Linked DNA regions of Gossypium hirsutum: region 1 is linked to region 2. A link is a contact called in public Hi-C data. All regions are on one chromosome and are shown on one strand. The core of a region is the stretch at or near the end of the contact, and the rest is flanking DNA. Distances in the headings are between cores, read along the strand shown. Region 1 holds the start of LOC107909742 (protein JINGUBANG). Region 2 holds the start of LOC107907881 (anther-specific protein BCP1).

Region 1 (7,140 bases), core at 1,907-4,406, 270 kb before region 2:
AATCATCCAATTATAAAAAAATACAAAATAGACGCTAGCACTATCATTATAATGTTTTGACTCAATAATGGACTGATGAATGAAATATTTGTTAGAATCGAAAAAACTCTAATATAAATTTAGAACCGTAAATCAGGATCTGTCTGAAGAACAAAATTAGATGTGAAAGTGTACCTAAATCAATCGGTATCTTGAAATCTTCAAATCTCATGGTTTTGATCTTCCAAAGTGACACAAAAGTATCTTAAAGAAAGTGACTCTTTTTTCTAGAGATGGAATATTAGAAATGTTATGCATATGTAATTTGGGAATTATGATCCTAATATATAATTTTTGCACATTAACCTTAATTTCTAATCAACCTATCATTAATTAGAAATTAATTATTAGGGTATATACACATATTTAGCTCATATTTTATTTAATAATTGAAACTCAATAAGTCTTAACCAAATTAGATCATTTTTAATTTGAGCTAATATTTTATGATAGTAAATAATAATATGTAATTATTCTTTTTATATATGTGATGTTCATATGATCCAGCAATCTCCCACTAGGACCACATATATACACTAATTGCATTATAATTATATGTTATGAGCTCAAAATCTTACTATCATATTCAAAAGATATTTTCAACAATCTCGTCAATTAATTATGTTAACATAGAGCCAATGCGACTTTACTTACATATACCTTAACTAAATTAAACCATGACATTAACAAAACCAAATAACATAGATCAAATATGGATGTGTAGCATGAAAATTACACGAAATGTGATCTAAACATGTTTATTTCCAACTAGTAGGGGTGTTCAAATTGTTAACCAATTTGTTAAATTGAACTGAATTAGTATTAATCGAATTAACCAAACTTTTTAATCCTTTAACCGTTAACTGAACCAAATTTTTTTCAAAAAAATTTAATTGAACTGAAATATTTCGGTTAATTCGGTTAACCAATTTTTTTTTGTTAAAACAAGTATAAAACATATATAAATAAATAAATTGATAATATTCATTTGACCGAATTATCCAAATTAGTAATAGCATAATACATATATTATTATTTATTAAGTTCGGTTCATTAGATTATTTACCCAATTTCAAACCGAATTAACCGTTAACTGAAATTTTAAAAAACTTTTAACTAACCTTTAACCAAACTAAATTGGTTAACTAACCGATTAACCAGATTAGATTGGTTGGGTCGATTAATTTAATTTTAACCGAAATTTGAACATCCTTATTACCAACTGGTCCTTAAACCATAATAAAATCAAAATTTATCAAAAATAAATTATAAATAAATCAAATAAACCTTATTTTTATAAAAAAATCTTAAAATGCCCATAAACTAAAATAACAAATATATGTATAACATAAAAACATTTAAATTACAAACTCGAAGAATGATGGTGGCCAGGTGTAAGATATGCACACATAAGCACATGTACGGTGCCTCAAATATATCTTACTTTTATTACTTAGAATTACTACATCTAATTAATATTGCAATTGATTATCCTGAAAAAACATACTATTGCAATTAAACATTTTCTTTTTTCTAAATGAACAACATGAAAATAATCATATATCTTCCAGGAAGCAAACAAAATTGAAAAAAATAAAAGAAACAAAAGAACAAATAATCCAGGGTTGGTAAAACGTCCAGGACCATATCAGAAAAAATTTAAGCGGCCGCAAATTTTCCTTTTCTTTTTACGATGTATTTATGATTCAATTCCTTTTTTTTCACAAATTCCATTTTCAGAAATCCGTCGCCGACGAGGGATACCGGGTTTCGAAAACGAGACCTTCCACATTCTAATTTCGCCATCCAGGCTTCCGCTAATAACCGAAACTACATCACTATGTTCATCGTCTCTGACCGCCGTCAACGACTTCACCGGCTTCTGGTGACCTTCCAAAACCGCCAAACAACAATATTTCCCTTCCACTCCACGTTGCCAGATCCTAACCGTCCTATCAGCGGACCCGCTCATTAGTAAATCACAGACGTTGATCAAGCATAGGATTGCCTTTCCATGCCCTCTCAGCGCTCCCGTCACCACCATGTAATTGGCGCTATCTTCCCTCTCCCATACCAGAATCGAACGGTCACACGCACCGGAGAATAGCACTGATCTTTCGTCGTCTAAAGCCAGTGCGTTTACTGCTGACTTATGCTTCTCAAGAGTCGCCACCAATGCGTACCGCTTCTCGCCTGAGGGTTTCGCCCAGACCCGGATCCGTCGGTCAGCAGACCCTGTATAAACCGTTCCGTCGAAGGAGGCGGTGATGGCGTTAATGGCGTCGTCGTGTGCTTTAATAGACTGTAAACAACGCGCATCCGATGCTCGCCATATCTTCAAGGTTTTATCCCAAGAAACTGAGTAGATTAAACCTCTATTGACGGCGAGTCCAGTAACGGCGTCGGCGTGTTCGATCCACAACCGCTTCACGTGACGGCGAACATTGACATAGTTCTTTGGGAGAACAAGACGACGTAAGCGGTCGTTAACGGTAGGTAGGGCGGTTAAGAACTTGTGCTTTTTAGTCACCGTCATTTGCCAGACTCGGATCTTAGAGTCCTGGTGAGCAGTGAAGACTTTTCCGTCACAGAAAGTGACAGACTTAACGGAACCGGAGGATGATTCGTTGCCGTTGTAGGCATCGAGAAGAGTGGATGTTTGGCGATCGTAGACGCTGATTTCGTTAACAGAAGCAACATACAAGAAGTTACCCTGAACCGCAACGCAGGTGATCGGGTGGTTGGGTTGAGGCATAATTGAAGAAACGCTGATGTCAGAGACGGAAAAGACTAAGGTATCAGGGAAAAGCTGTAAGGAAGGTACAGATGGCAGGGTCTGGAGGGAAAGGTTGCTAGGGAGGCTGCTGTAGCTCGTGTCACTTGAAGAAGCTGAAGATGAGGTGGCGCTCCCTCGATTATCGGAGAAACTATCGGAAACCAAATGTTCCGATAAGCGCGGTTGTTTTTTAGGGAACGGAATGGTGGAGTCCTGGGTTAAAGTGGCGCAGCTGCTGGTTGCGCATGTAGCTAGCCATGATCGGACCTTCATGCCGGCCTTTCAGACCTAAAACAAAAATATAGAAGCTAGGCACGAGAGAGGATTGAAGCAGGACCTTCGTTGTGGTTTATAATTATATAAAGAAAATAAAAGGTAATGCCACGTGGAGTTAGAGAGTGGATAGGTACGATCAGTCCTAGGCTCCAAAAGGACAAGAAATGGCACGTCAAGAGGAGTAGTTTTGTAATTTAATGGGGGTGCTCTTTCCCAGCTTGCTGCTTTGCAAATTACAACTCTGCAGCGGGAAAGATTCATTTAGTTGGCTAACCGCGTCCAGCTCCGTAAAATAGAATTTAGGATTATCAATACAAATTTTAACTCAATATTTAACATAAACAATTTATATTTAAAGCATTAACGTATATATATTGTATTAGTTTATAATTTAAAAAAAAATTAACTTTCAAAATTTATAAATAATCTTAAATTCATTCTAATTCTAAAGAATTCAAAAAAATATATAAAATACATAAATACTTTCAATAATAATAAATTTTATATTAATATTAACATTAATAATAAAAAATATAATTATATTAATATTAAATTAAATAAAAATCCTCCCACCTCCGTAGCTCACCCCCTCCCACCACCATTCCCTTACCCCCGAGGCAATTAAGAAGAAGAATGAGAAGGAATATTACAAGTATTTGGATACAAATTAGCCATGGAATTCGGAAGCAATAGAGGGACAGTGGTGGGTGGGGGTACGAGGACGGTGGGAAGGGAAGTTCCGGTGGGAGAGAGGGAGAGCGACTGGAGTGGGAGATTTTTATTTTATATTAATATTAATATTAATATAAAATTTAAATTTATTATTCTATCTTTTGAAAATATTTACCTAATTTTGAGACCATTTGTAAGTCTTGATGGTTAATTTTTTAAAATTATGACTAAATTAATATAATATGTAAAAGTTGAGAAATAAAATTGTTATTATACCAAATTTTTAACTTCTACATCAGCGTACCGTTTGTGACTATAACAGGAGTGGCTAGAATAATTGAAATATATAATATGAGTGCTTAAAGTATAAACATTTTATTTTGAGTGCCTAAAATGAATTTATTTTTATAGTTTGGTTACTATCTATATAGTTTACTTAGATTTTATATATTAAAAATTAATTATACTATTAATGTATATTTTATAAAAAAATATAGTTCAAAAAATATTTTTATTTATTAATTGTAGATTTTTTAAAATTATATTATTGATGGATTAAATTGATTTGATGATTTGGTTATTTCCCCAATTTAATTTTTATACGGGCACAAATCAATGATATGAAAAGTTGGAAATATTTTTCTCGGTTAGGAAAATGGGGTCATTTAGGCTTTAGTTAGTGTAATGATGGCGGCCTAGCTAGAAGATATTTAACTAAGCTGTCTTCGATTGAATCATTTGCATTCTTTCTCCAAAATAGATCATTTTAAGAAAAATAATAGAAAGGAACATTTAAATTTTCATGGTACAAAAAGGAAAAGTCGAAATCATCACCCCACAACTTAGCTTAGCTGTTTCAAATTCTAATTTGATGGTACATGAATGTACACTTGAATCTCTAATCCATTCTTATTATTGTTTCCTTGTTTCTTATATCTACTTTTTTGCAAAATAAAAAAAAATCCCAAAGTAGCATTAGTATGATGAAGTATTTCTGGACTTTAAATTATCATAGTACGAACAATAATCTTCATGAATATTTGATAGATATAAAGAAATAAATAACATGAAAGAAACCATGTAAATGTGCTTTTGAAGAGGAATGGGAAATTATGAAAAGAGTTACTGCTTTTCAGTTTGGTAGGCTTACAATAAATAACATGAAAGAAACCATGTAAATGTGCTTTTGAAGAGGAATGGGAAATTATGAAAAGAGTTACTGCTTTTCAGTTTGGTAGGCTTACTGTGAGATATTTGAGAGTTCCGCTGGTCACAAGGAAATTAAATGCTACAGATTGTGCTCCTTTGATTGAGAAACTTACCGGTAGAATTAATAGTTGGTCATCTAATCAACCAAGCTATGCCGGAAGATTGCAATTAATTGAAGCTGTCATTTACAACATTAAACCTTATTAGCCTAAAGGAGTTCTTAAGAAATCTGTTCCAGGTATTTCTAGAAAGGGAAAGACAGTGCAGCTTTTGGTGCAAGAGTTAGTGGGCATAAGATTTGTTCACCTAAAGCTGAGGGTGGATTAGATTTGAAAAAACTTGAAGATTGGAGTAATGCATGCATTTTGCAGCATGTTAAAGTTATTCTTGCTGGACAGGATCCATTATGGATTGCTTGGATTAGGGAGTATGTTCTAAAAGATATAAGTGTTTTTGGGATGTCACTAGTGGTTCTTCAAATAGTTGGAACTGGAAAAGACTACTCAAGATGAGAGAGATGGTCGCTCCTATCATTTCAAGACTATCTAATGGTAGTAAAATTATCCCAACCACCTAGTTGTGGGAGGAAATTAGGGATAAAAAAGAGAAGGATAATTGGCAAAAGTTGATTTGGTTTCCATTACATATTCCCCAGCATTTTATTATTGCTTGGATGGCTTTGATGAATAGGCTTCCGACTAGTGAAGGATTAGTTTCTAGAGGCATGAATATAGAAAGTAATTGTTTGCTTTGTTTCAGCGAAGCTGAGACCATGAATCATATTTTTTTCTTTTAGCAATTGAGACTTGGAATCAGGAATTATCTTGGGCTGGTATCAAATTGAAGAGCAAATCTCTTGTTTCTGTTATCCTTAAGCTTGCCTGAAATGCTTATATTCATATTGTTCGGAGGGATAGGAATCACAGGTTTTTTGGTAGATCTCATGTTAATGCATATGGTCTGCTGGTGAAAGGGCTAGCTTAGTTAATACGGAAGCATGGTAATAGATTAGACTTCGTTAATAGGAATCTTTGTAGAAACTGGAGTTTGCATGAATTGTAAAATGTATAGGCATTGTTTGTAAAACAGTTGTTTTGTATGAGAAATTTTCTGCTTTCAGAATAATAAAATCACGATTATCCAAAATGAATGTGTTCTCAAAATAAATAAATAAATATTCCCTCAATCTGAGAAAAAAATGTCATAGTTGATATTTATGAAATCAATTTTTTTACAATAACCTCAATTATTTTAAATATTCTAATTAATCAAATTTTAAAATAGTAAAACAACTTCATTAAAGCTTTTATGATATATTCTTCCAGTTTTTTATCCCTAATAAATTTTTAAAAAATAGAAAGCCAAAATTGAAATTTTTTAACTATTAAAAGCCGTATCAAAATTTATATAATATAATTATGAATATAATTTTTTAATATAAAACGTAACATTATAATATATCAAAGGATAGAAGTAATAATGCATGAATGGATGTGTTGGACCCAGGGTGGGGGAGCAGCAAACAAGAGAGCCGACAATCGCTTATGGCCATTCAAATGGTTTTAAAAATGGTAATCCAAGGAGGGCAAAAGGCTAACCAGCCTTGCCCAGTGTAGGTTGGCGTCTAGTGCTGCTTATGCAGTGGGCGTAAAAGTAGACGTGGACCTATTGTAGTAAATTCACGGAAATAGCAATCCATTTGACCATTTTATTCAACACTCTATTCTTGGCCCTAATCCAATGTCTTAGAATTTGACTTTTACTCTAATCTGTCGAATAATTTATATCATCATTCACCTACAGCTTCTAATGAAGCAGCAGCTGGAGGCAAAAGCCAAATGTAATTTGTTAAGGATACAGCAAACAGGGAGTGTTAATTATATATAATTTTCAATATTAACTAAAATCCATGTAATTAAAAACAATTTTTTTATTTTATTCTAAGCTCATTTTGCTCTTCCTTTTGAGGTTTAAAAAATGGAATATGAATTTAAATTGATTGACTTGGAGAATTTAATTAAACAATATTCTAATGTAAAATAAAAGCTTAAAACATGATTTAGTCTCTAAATATGTGGAGTGTGCCTCATATTTTGGTGGGAATAGGGTCGACGTCGTGACGAGTAACGTCCTGATGAGCTGATAGCGACATCATGATGTGGCGATGT
Region 2 (7,102 bases), core at 1,732-4,231:
AAACATAATTGTATCTTATGGAGGTCAGAATACAGGTTCTTTTTTGCTTTTTCACTGCTGGTTAGATTTCTTAATTGAATGCTTTGTCTGGTTAGATTTCTTAATTGAATGCTTTGTCTTTTTTTTTTTCCTACTTTGGTGATGCAACTAGTTGATAATACATGCTGTTCAAGAAATAAGAAGTTGATTAACTTGCTGCTTATAAATTGCTTCTTGAGTCTTTTTGCTGATGTTACTGTATTGGTGGGTTTGTCAGGTTTTCTTTAGTCCTGAGATCTACAGCAGTGATTTTACTACTCCCTTACCAGTTGTAATAGATAAGTGCATTCAGTCAGCACCAATTGACACCAGAAGAGCTTTGTATAAGGTTAAGTATGCATATGCCCTCTAGAAAAAGACAAGCAGATTGCAAATTTTGGTTCTTAGGGAAGATAAATCTAAATGAAACAGTAAGAAAGTATTATGTCATGCTCTTTACTTCTTGATAGAACAGGCTGTTTTGAGTTTAACTTTTGTAGGATGATGTTCTTGAAATGTGATTTACTTTATTTTGAAAAGTGATTATTTTACTTTAAACTCTTGAATCAGTGTCTTGCTTTATTTGTTTGCTGATTAGAATTTGTTTTCTCAGATCCGTTCTGATACTGATCTTTATATTTAAAGTCTTAGCTGCTTGGTTCCTACTCTTTTACCAAAAAGAGTTCTTAGCCTAGTTCCAATATAATGATAATGGCTTGTGACAGTTGTTGGTTAAATTGTTGATAATTACTAAGCAAACAAAGCTTGCAGTTAAATACATAAGACTGATGACTGAATTGAGAAAAGGGAATTTTTTGCCTTTTTGCCATATTTTTCTATAAGTACTTTTAGTTGCCACTCTTTTTTCACTATTTAAATACTTTTCAGAATATAGTTTTATCTGGTGGATCCACCATGTTCAAAGACTTCCACAGAAGGTTGCAGCGGGATCTGAAAAAGATTGTTGATGCTCGAGTACTTGCGTCTGATACTCGGCTTGGTGGGGAAGTAAAAGTAAGGATATTTTTGCTTGTATTTTAATCCTTTTTTTATTTTAAACAGCTATAATCTCTTCTGGGCCTTCACCTTCCAGGCACATCCTGTGGAAGTTAATGTAGTTAGTCATCCTATCCAAAGATTTGCGGTATGGTTTGGAGGTTCTGTACTTGCATCAACGCCTGAATTTTTTGCGGTATGATCCTTGCTCCTAAAGTCATCGTAGTCTCTTATTTCTATATAGGCTGCTGAATGGCTTTGAATTTAGCCATTATACTTGGCCGGTGTTCTTGTTTGGTCGGCTTGTTAATTGTCCAATATGCTTGCCATTAGTATTGTGTTATTTCATCAAACTTAATTGTTAAAACACTAAATTTTGGATTTTGGCTGAAAGTCTCCTAACCTTCCCTATATGCAGGCATGTCACACAAAAGCGGAATATGAGGAATATGGAGCCAGCATTTGCCGTACAAATCCTGTTTTTAAGGGTATGTATTGAGGAAAATATCTGTTTGTCAGCTGATTATTGAAAAAGCATTATCTGATAATGCTCAAGTGCGTAACTTGCTATTTCCACTTTCATCTTGCACATCAAGTTAATTCCCTCATTCCGGCTTTGCTTGGTGCTTGTGTGTATTTGCTGTAAGAGGTGGTATAAAACATGGTAACCAGTCTCAATTGCAGTGGTTAAGAAAGAGAAGTTCATTTTTTAATTTGGAGTTAAAAAGGGTCCTCACAGTCGCCTAGGAATATCAGATATAAATCTGAGGAGCTGAATTCCATTTACAATGTTTAGCTTACTTAGGGATGTGATAGAGATTTTACAAAGTTTAGGTACATTTTCTGTTATAAAGCAAAATTGGAGTAGTAATTTTGATCTAAGAAATTTATTTTCTGACATTCTTGTAATTGATATTAGTCCTTCGTTTGGTATAATAATATTAATCGAGATGTTAGCAAATATGGTATATGTGTACTGTGCGAAGCAGTCAATGTGCAGACTAGGTACAATAATGATGTTTTCATCCTTTTCTGAATATGGGATTTATATCCTTCCCATTTTCCAAGTTTATTGTCTTTGTTGCATGCTAAGAAACATTATTATATTGGTGAATGTGTTTGTCATGAAATCAAAAGCTCAAAAACACTATCTAAGGGAGCCATGATTGGTTTTTGAGCTTTACTGGACCCTAAAACGAGGAACACTTGTTAAAAACCAAAGATTTAATTATTTCTACTTTCGATTTGCTGTTTCTAACCCCAATGCTTTTGCTTGAATTGTTAACCAAAGTAGGGCTTATTATTTTATAACTAGTGCTTGTTTCTTAATAAAAATGTCATATTTTATATAGATTATAAAGGGGATTGAGATTTTATGCTTATGGTAACGAATATTACATGGACTAATCAATTATTATTATTTTACTATATTTTAAATGAAAAATGTGAACCTTATTTTTGAAATCCAAAAATTCATATAAGTTTCCTATTTATGTATATATATTCATTAGTTTTATTCATAAACAAATACAAGCAGCTGCCTTTGCAAACCTCAATTTTACCAGACTATGAAATTAAAGTAGACGTACAAATTATGGTTAATAAGACCCTTTTTCGAGGTTTACTACTTGGATTGAGACGAAGCTAATTTAGAAGACGAAGTAGGTAGCAATGGCAGCTGCCCCAGTGAGAGCAGCCGCCCCAACGGCAGAGACACCTGTGGTGGTTGCATCACTAGAAGGAGCAGGAGCCATGCTTTTAGCTTCCTGCTCACTGCCAAGAGGGGCAGCAACAGCGTCATTAGAAGCACCGGGGGAGGATGCACCTGCTCCATCATCAGTGTTGCCGATGGTATCATCATCGGGTACTGGGACTGCAGATGGTGCTTTAGAAGCTGTATTGGCGGCGGAAACCAACCCGACAAGAGCTATAAAGACCAAAGCAAGAACAAAGCTTTGGCGTGCCATTATTGATATTGGTGGGGTACGTGAGAAGGAAGAGAACAAGAAGCAGTAATTAAAAAGAAATGGGGTGATGTTGTTCTCTAAGGGTTGGTTATATGAATGGAAAATTTATACCCGCACAATTACGGAGGAGGAGTGGGAGAGGTTTATAAAGCCTTCAATTTGGCCAAAAATAGGGCAATGCTTCAACGCAAAGCACGGCTTCCTAGTTCACATCCATTTCCGATGATTCTGGAAAACCATGCATATTTTGTTGCGCTACACCTTGTTTTTATTAATTAAATCATTTTCTTTCATTTTTTCCATTTCATTTCATTACCCAATGTCTTATGACTTAATAAACACTGATATCATTATCCTACGAGGGAAATTTATTTAAAAAAAAAATAAATTATTTCAAAATCATAATAATTTGTGACTATGATAGTATTACTAACAATACGGAATGTTATCATAAGATATGAATCTCATATTTAGGGGCGAATCTAGGGGGTTGGCAGGGATCCTGGCCCCTTAAAATGAAAAATGGAGAAAGATTTCTATTTTGGCCTTTTAAAGTTTTAAAAATTTTAAATTGATAAAGATAAAATTACACTTTGGCTTCCCTAAAAATAATAAATTTTTTATTTAATTCTTTAACAATTATATTTTTACTATCATAAAAATTATAATTTAATTTCGTCCCCTAAAAAGGTTTTCTAGCTTTGCCCTGTACATCTTGTTTGAATTAATCAACTCATTAATTTGATTTATGTGAAGGTTAGATTTAATGTTGCAATATGGGTTTCAACAACAACAAATTTTTATTTATTTATTAAATTATATATTTATATTAAATGTTTTGTATTTCAAAATAGATAACAAATATAAGGTTTAATTGTAAAAAACAACCAAATAAATTTGCACAAAATCTTTGATAAGAAAGTCACTGTTTTTGAAAACTTTGAAATGTTTGAATTTCACAAGGACTTATCACCATTTTAATTAGGGCTTAATAACTAATCGATTGAGGATCATTCAGATTTAACATACAAGCTGATAAGATAAATGTTATTTAAGTTTGAATTATATATATGAATTAAAGTTGTCGACTAGCTTACTTAGGTATGAGGTTTGAATGCTTTATTTTGTTCGTAGGATATTTTTTCTTGGGTAGTTTGTCCTTGGTCGGAGAGGTTTCTTACTCACACTTTGAGTAGAGTGAGTGTAAATAATTGTACATGAATGAGGTTGCTTTTACCTTGTGTTAAATAGTTAGGATTTTAATCATTGGATACAAAATTATTTAGTAAATTCATTCCATAGAGGTAGGTTTATTAGACCTTTCGACATGTCAATTATTGTTTTTGGTGAGCAAAATTAAAAGATAAAACCTTCGTCCCTTAAGAAATATAAGTGGCAGCAGGCTTGGACACAAACTAATATACTTTAAAGTGGTGACATGTATAATGGACCATTGTAGAATTAGACAAGTTTCACACCAATGGTGAGATAGAATGTAAAGAATATATACTCATTGGTGTGTTATCACACCATTTAGATAAGAAGCGGTGAAATTGGCGTACCATACCACACCACACCCCCTAATTTTTATTCGAGCAGGAATCTTGAATTGCTAAAAACATTCCTTGTGCTATATCCCTATACTTTCAAACCCTCGTACACACATACAATAGTTGTTTTTGTTACTAAATTTATCATTTTGATAATATCTTAATATATATATATATATAAATTGATATGAATCAATAATATTCTTTTTATAATTAAATATATTTATTTGGATAATAAAATATGACTAATTTTTCTACAAAATTTTAATATAAGTAACGATTTTTTTATAAAATTTTATTTATATTGTAAGGCCCAATATTTTTCCGGCCCGTAATAATAAACCAAATAAACATTTAAAAGTCCAAAGTCCAAATACATGGGCCCAACATGGCCCAAATCGTTTTTAATCTAATACCCAATACAATACCTAAACCCGAACTCTAGCCCAAAATACCCAAACCCGAACTCTAGCCTTCAGCAGCCAGCAGCGCCGCAGTCGAACCCAGGGCCTCCCCCGCGCGTGCTGCGCCTCTACGCGTGTGCACCTCCTACAGCTAGCCATACCTGCACACAAACAAACAACAAAGGGCAGAGAAGCAAAAAAGGACGCAACAAAAAGGAGAATAACAGAATAGATTTTGATATTTTTTTCTTTTTTTTCGATTGTTTAGGCTATATAAAAGCCAAACAGAAATTTGTAAAAAAAGGGATACAGAGAAACTAATGTAAAAACACTGAAGCAGAATCAATAGACAAAAAATCAAAAAATTTCTGAAAGAAGGTGTTCTTTTTTAGTTCTTTCTCTCTTTTCGTTTCTTTTTTTCTTTTCTGTTTTGATATTATTAATCGTGCATAAAAAAAAGGGAAACGGTTAAAGAGTTTACCTGGTGGCCGGATCTTCTTCCATTCCGCCGCAATCGGAGTTGGGCGAAGGTTTAAAGGCCTTTGAATGGCCTGGTTACTAAGCGGCGTTGAGGACCATGAGGGTTCTTTAGTTTTTTAGAAAAATGATAGGAGGCTGTTAGTTTAGGTTTTAATTTAGCTTATATATCGTGAAGAAGACGGCACCGTTTAAGAGCATGCTTCAGTAGCTTTAAAAACGACACCGTTATGCTCAAATCCGTGCGGTAACCCGACCCGGGGAAGGATCCGCGCGTTTTGTAGTGTTTAGGTATATTGCGCAAATAGTCCTCTCAATTTTGCAGACTATTTCAAATTGGCTCTTTGCTTTTTCTTAATTTTTGCTCTGCATTTTAATGTTGTCTCATTTGAGTCCGTGTAATTCACGAATCGCAGATTAATCCTCCGTTTCTTTTAAACTTCATTTGTGGCCCGTTAATTCTATTTCGACTGTAGATTAGTCCCTTTTGTATTTGCGTTTTCACTATTCAGTTTAATATTATTATTATTACTATTATTATTAGTAGTATTATTTTTTTATCAATTTACCTAACCTTTTTATATACATTATTTTATTATGTAGTATTATTTTAAGTTTTCCATATATTATTATTTAATTTCATAATGTATTATTTTATATATATATTTTTTATGAGCCTAGCATAGTTTGCACACTTTTTTATGATTTTATTTATAATATATCCTTAATACTCATCTATATATTATTTATTTTAAAACTTTTGTATGTATAATTTATTGATTGTAATTTCTCCTCTGGCTATTGATTTTTTAGTATATCTTTTAAAATTGAATATTAATCCATTTAATTTTTGAATATTTATATTGGTATTTGTATAATGCATGATTGAAATAATTATTACTATGCTTGTTTAAATTTATTTATTCATTATTCATTAGTGTATTTTTTAATTTTGAATTATCCTTTTGCATTATACATTGTCACTATATCACACTGTATTCGTTTAAAAGGCCACGTCTAGTATCGTTTAAATATCAAAATCATTTTATTCAAAAACTTTCAAGATAACGCAAAGTTCGGATTTGGAATCTTCGAAAGAATGGAGCCCTAACGTATTGGGTTTCAATTCTCCTCGTTGAATCTAAATAATCGAGAATATCCCTTTAAATGAAGACATAAATAAAAAGCTTATTCTCGGGAATTCGACACGTTGTGTCCTAACGTATTGGATATGACATGTTGTTCTCTCGAGACGAGAATTTTTCTAAATAAAAATAAAGGCAATATTCGATGTTTAGGAATTTTGTGAAATCAAACCCTAACTTACTAGGTTCTGATTTTCTCATTTGACCCAAATAATCAGATATCCTTATTAAAATGTAGGTTTTTAAAAAAAATCGAAAGATAAACTTAATTTTGAGGATTTAAAATGTTGCACTCTAACTTACTGAGTGTGACAATTTATTTCCTTGAAGGAAGTGAGCCTTATTATTTAATTCAATTTATTCGAGTCAAAAGGATAGTATTTCAAAATCTTTTCAAAATTTTGACCCTAAGACATTAAACAATCAATTCGGTACCAATTTTGAGGCGTCACGAGGGTGCTAACCCTTCCTCGTGTGTAACCAACTCCTGGACCTATTTTCTCAAATCTCGCAGACCTAAAATTTATTTTTAATGGTGAACCGAT

Evidence for each region. A called contact is a pair of places that touch in the nucleus more often than the background predicts.
Region 1: a contact with region 2 is called in a Hi-C map of leaf, with 1.8 times the contacts expected there. The contact joins the promoter of LOC107909742 here to the promoter of LOC107907881 in region 2. A contact is called at or near these places in 2 of 34 Hi-C or Micro-C datasets (leaf and petal).

The regions. Positions count from the first base shown.
Region 1 is chrD02:58,953,305-58,960,444 of Gossypium_hirsutum_v2.1, reverse strand. LOC107909742 (protein JINGUBANG) reads right to left here and starts at 3,156. Exons shown (of 1, transcript XM_016837380.2): 1 at 1,364-3,156. The coding sequence starts at 3,088. The coding sequence ends at 1,739.
Region 2 is chrD02:58,680,271-58,687,372 of Gossypium_hirsutum_v2.1, reverse strand. It overlaps LOC107907881 (anther-specific protein BCP1), which reads right to left and starts at 2,981. Exons shown (of 1, transcript XM_016835192.2): 1 at 2,664-2,981. The coding sequence starts at 2,981. The coding sequence ends at 2,664. It overlaps LOC107909738 (actin-related protein 3), which reads left to right. Exons shown (of 9, transcript XM_016837377.2): 6 at 257-367; 7 at 907-1,032; 8 at 1,112-1,210; 9 at 1,433-1,975. The coding sequence ends at 1,513. LOC121214741 (a long non-coding RNA gene) reads right to left here and starts at 5,904. Exons shown (of 2, transcript XR_005910466.1): 1 at 5,417-5,904; 2 at 4,870-5,096.